2 separate regions of the Gossypium arboreum genome follow, and region 2 is linked to region 1. A link is a contact called in public Hi-C data. All regions are on one chromosome and are shown on one strand. The core of a region is the stretch at or near the end of the contact, and the rest is flanking DNA. Distances in the headings are between cores, read along the strand shown.

Region 1 (2,623 bases), core at 68-2,567:
GATGGATAGCTCCAAAGGGCCAAAACTAGTGACTAAGCAGAAGGCATCAGCTGACACTATTTGAAGGCTTTTATTGCCTAAGGAGCTGGTCCCATCACCCATGTTCAGATATCAGTGTTTGGAGCTGGATACAGTAAGGCAGATGCTATGCCAGAATGTGTATTGTTGATACAGAGTGTATATGACATGATATGAATATACCAACATGTTAAAATTTGTAAAACACAAATTATCAATAACTGTATAAATATAAATATCTTCGACTCAATCATGACATAAATAAAGTTCAAACACCACATAAATATGTGAATTTCAGTAGCTAAGTACCTCGACCAATTATATTTGACGTTGACCTTTTAAAACCCTTTTGGTCTCAAAATTCTTGGAGCAAATCAACTGAAAATTGATTCAAGAAATCTACACACCAATAATTGTTGTTTTTTTCTTCGCTTCAAAAGTTAGGCCAAGAAACATTTGGTTATAGCCTAGAAATTTAGACTCAGAACATCTCTTTATTTATTTATCCAAGGAAACATGTTAATTACAAACTTATTATACCATTGCTAATGGATCCTGTTGATCATCAAGTTCAAGGAACTTATTCACCCAATCCAAACTAAAGCAACCTTCCGTTGTGAAGTCAAAGAATTCGTCCACATCAATGCTGAATTCAGAGTTTTCAATTTCATCACTTCCTTTTACTACCTCTTCTTCTTCCATCTGGACAGTTTCCCATGCTTTGTGAGGCACAATTTGTTCCGAGGAGGAAGTTTGTTCTGTTCTGACATCATGGTTTATTATTTTCTTGCTCAAATGGGAATTCCAGTAGTTCTTAATTTCATTGTCTGTTCGCCCTGGAAGTCTCCCAGCAATCAAAGACCACCTGTTCCCCAGCAGTTTATGAAGCCTAATAATTAAGTCCTCTTCTTCATCTGATATGTTGCCTCTCTTAATGTTAGGTCTCAAGTAGTTCAACCATCTCAACCTGCAACTCTTGCCGCATCGATTCAAACCTATACATCAAAACAAAATAACCCGTTAATTCCAATGCTCCAAAAAATGGAGTTTCTCTTCAACAGAAAGTAAATTACCTGATTTAATGGCGATTGTTTTCCATCTCTTTGCGCCATGAATCTCAATATATTTAGCCAATCTTCTATCTTCCTCAGCTGTCCAAGAACCTTTGTTAAAAACCCTTTTGCTCACTCCATCCTTCTTTGGAGCCATTATTAGCCGACAGTGAGAAGAGGCAAAGAGTGAGAAGGGAAGACAGAGATGATTAGTGAGAAACAAGGGAAGGGAAGTGAATGAGTATAAAAACATGGAGAGAGTTTGGCGGTTAATGAAGCAGAGAATTGAATGGTCAGTGAGTGAGTCCTAGATATCTACCCTTCTTGGCAAGCCTAACATATACGCTCTCAACTACCAGTTCTGTTTGGACTTTGTCAACGTGGCAGTACCAACCCTTGTGGAATTTTTAGTTTGTTTTATTCTCTGATTCATTCTGAAAAAGAAAACAAAAAGAGTTATGGTAAAATAAGTTGGATTCACTTGGTAAAGCTGACCGATGTTTCAGTTTTGGACAGGCCGGACCAAAACCCAATTCTCAACAACTACATGCAAATACAATTTTGGTTAAAATTAATAGGTTGGGCCGGGCTAAAGCTTAGTTTCAATTTTTTTAAAGTTCAGGCCTGTTTTAGACCCAGCCGGCTCAAAAGCTGTTTTATTATTAAAAATAAATAAAATATTTGTTGGGGATTGACTTGATTAAGTAACGAACAAGTAAAAAAAAATAACGGAAGAAATTAAGAAATTAAATATACAAATTTAACGTGAAAAAACCCTCTAAAGAGGATAAAAAACCACTGGCAAAGATAATTTTACTATAATGACAAACGAACGAAGAGTACAAAAGATGGAGATAAAAACTAAACCCCGAAACTCGAAAATAAAGAACCCTCAAAACGTAAATACAAAATTCTCCAAATGTGTTATGAGTTCTAATATTTTAATGGGTTTTTCTAAGGTTGTAAAGGAGCCTATTTATAGGCTAAATTCGTAGGTTAAATAATAAAATAATCTAAATTAATTAGAGTTCGACTGAAATAAATAAACAGAGTTTAACTAGGAGAATATCTCTCAAATTTAATTGAAATATGAGACATACTCAACAAAAATCCACATTGACTCATATTTCTACAATGCCATCTTTGTTAAAGTCCACCACAGGCCTATCTTGAACTATGCAGGAAATTAACCAAGCCGAATCTGTGCAGGGAATTAACAAGTCGACTTGTGCACTGCCAAATCAAAACTAACTCGAGTTTGATTTTCACGAACATAGTGCCCTAACTTTTCAAAACTTGTATCTAAAAGAGAACATTTCTTCAACGAAATGGTCTGATAACATATTAATTTGCATGTTATTTTGTGTTTAATTCGGTATATTTTTGACTTGATCCCTACTAATTAGTACTTTTTATGTTTTAATCCTGTCAGGAATGCAATTGGGACGCTAAGAGATAAAAATGAGCAGAAGAGGACCAAATTAAAACAAAATCAACAAAATGATGCCGAATAAAAAATATGGAGAAAGCCAAGGACTCATTAGAATTTTTGA
Region 2 (2,623 bases), core at 86-2,585, 150 kb after region 1:
ATAATGTAATAAACGAATAACTCCTACTTGTTCATTAAGGGCACCCACTTTCCAGAAGAAGTCTTCATCTAATTTAAGGGACAGGGCAATTAAGGAGAGTAATTTAGTCCCAGCAGACCTAAGGAAGCAAATGTAGCACCACTTAAACCTTTCACAGGTGGCTGACTGTCATTGTATAGTTTTCCAAGCAAGATAGAGTTGAATTCAGAACTTCAAAGTAAGTTATGAACTGGGATGACAAAGGAATCTATAAAAAGGTTGAGTATATCTATAAATTTATAATAGAAACTCTTTGCAGAAACCATAAATACCAATATGTGAACTAATAGCAGGGACTCACAGCACTTTTTGATGATAAGTCTCCATTGCGCTTCTCCAAGATGGTAGATCTTCTGCAATTTCCAAGACAAAACGACATCTTGAGTATAACTCAATTAAACTTCTTATATGAAGAAACTACTACAAGATGTTTTGTATAATAAGATAATCATACATACCTTCTAAAGGCCATTGATTGAGGCCATCAGCTAGTGGACCAAGATAGAAAGTTTCTTTAGAGTCACCTGTTGTTCAAGCAATCGAAAGTGATCAATCTGACCTCAAATGATCTTTACAGTAAACCAGAAAGGAATTAGGAAAGAAAAATTTCGCTACTGAAATGGGTGTATTGGAAAATCTTGAATAAACCCTCTAGCATCTCAAATCAAAGTCGTTGATAAATAGTCATTGAACATGCAACTTAGGAAGAATGTTAAACATTAAAAAAAGGAAAAGGAAAAGGGAAGTTTAAATAATTAAAATAGATAGAAATACCTTTGGTAGTTAAAGTAGTATCAAGTTTTTCAGCATAAAGTGCTGTATAACCTCTGTGATTCTTGATAGCTAACTTCATCTTCTCTTCAATTGGGAATGAAAAGAAGTTGCTACTCTGCTCAAAAACTTTCTTAACCAATTCTTCATCGACCCCATGATTCACGAGGTAAAAGAAACCGTGGTCAATGCATGCCTGCTAAAAACCCATAAGTTTAAAAGCTTTTTTTTCTTTTGGAAAGAGTTACAAATTGCATGCAAAAGAGATTGCTTTGGTTCTAAAACCAGTGTCTTTATATTACAATCAATAGACCCGAACTGAAACTGCCTAAAGATTGAATATTGGCAAAGTAAAAGGGTAAAGAAGAAATAAAAAGACGAACCTTACGGATAGAGTTGGCGGTGGAGAAGCGATCTGGTGAGGCCAAGTCAATGATCGGAAGTTGAAGGGCGTTAGACATTTTTCTTTGTTTCGTGGTTTCTGCTGTTCACTTCGCTTTGAAATTCAATCCTGTACCCCAATTTGGTCCATTTTATTCTTATTTTTTATTTTTAAATATAACTGTTAAATCAATTGAAAATGACAATTTTTTTATATGTATTATGTCAAAACATTAATATCGCATTCATAGTTTTTAGATTTTGATACGTAATCAATCTGATTACATTATGAATTTTAATCTATTTATTTCGGGCTTAATTAAATAAATTATTAAAAATTATAAAATTTAATAAATATTAAAAATAAAAAATCAGTCGAATTACTAGTTGAATCAATTTAACAGTAAATTCAATAAATTCAGTGAATCAGCAAGTCAGACTTTTTATTATGAATTAATACCTTAAGTGACTCCAAATTTGATTAGTTAAGCCAATCTAGTTCTTCAAGCTCTTTTTTTTTCTTCTCTTGTCGATTCAAATTAGAATCACTCACTAATGGTTGACTAAAATTTTAATGTACTTTTTATACACTTTTTAAAAATAAATCGTAAAATTGGATAACTCGAATAAATCTATTTCTATTTGTTCCCACCCCAAAATTTGCAGGGCCTCACCCCAAAAATAAAAAATTATTCATTAAAGTCTTTTAGAAAATTTAAATTAGTAAAAGTAAAATTATACTCTATCCCTTTAAAAATTATAAAAAATTAATTTAATCCTTTAAAAAATAATAAATATATAAATTGTTAAAAGTTAAAATTTAATTTTAGTCCCGACTAAAAAAATTCTCTGACTTCACCCGTAATCAACACCATCACTTTTAATCTAATCATTATTTCAACATGCATCGTTTGTAATCTCATATTAGTATTCCACTTCACATAACTTATTTTGTTTACTTTACAATTTAATCATTATTTCTATTACTTTAATATACTAATTTGATTTCATGCATAATATTTACACAAACATATTTAATCCAACTATTTAACATACTCTGTACGAAAATAAAATAAAATCAAGTAAAATTCTTAAACTACTTACCTTGTATCTTTAATCTTATCACTTTCGTCCCTTTAAATTTTAATTTTTTACTTCTAAAATAGTATTCTATCTCTCTAATATTTTTAGAGATTGTTACAGGATCATAAAGGACACCTAGCCTGGCCTAAAAGAAATGTAAACACAAAACGTTGTCCAATGTCTTTGTCTGTCTGGCTCAAAGAGAAGGCACGTGTACAAATCTAATCACATCGTTGAAACAAAGGGGCCATCATCACGGCAACCCATATCAACGGCCGCCATCCTTTATCATCTATTAACCACGAAAAATGAAGGAATTTAATTCCATTTTTTGGTCCTAATTAATTGT

The links. A called contact is a pair of places that touch in the nucleus more often than the background predicts.
Region 2: a contact with region 1 is called in a Hi-C map of leaf, with 2.0 times the contacts expected there. The contact joins the promoter of LOC108465861 here to the promoter of LOC108468886 in region 1. A contact is called at or near these places in 2 of 5 Hi-C or Micro-C datasets (both in leaf).

The regions. Positions count from the first base shown.
Region 1 is chr8:13,481,826-13,484,448 of ASM2569848v2, forward strand. LOC108468886 (transcription factor MYB114) reads right to left here and starts at 1,318. Exons shown (of 2, transcript XM_017769755.2): 1 at 1,092-1,318; 2 at 474-1,013. The coding sequence starts at 1,227. The coding sequence ends at 553. LOC108468770 (probable glycosyltransferase At5g03795) reads left to right here. Exons shown (of 5, transcript XM_017769626.2): 5 at 1-573.
Region 2 is chr8:13,636,258-13,638,880 of ASM2569848v2, forward strand. LOC108465861 (2-oxoglutarate-Fe(II) type oxidoreductase hxnY-like) reads right to left here and starts at 1,336. Exons shown (of 11, transcript XM_053018456.1): 1 at 1,194-1,336; 2 at 814-1,006; 3 at 498-563; 4 at 341-392; 5 at 1-118. The coding sequence starts at 1,271.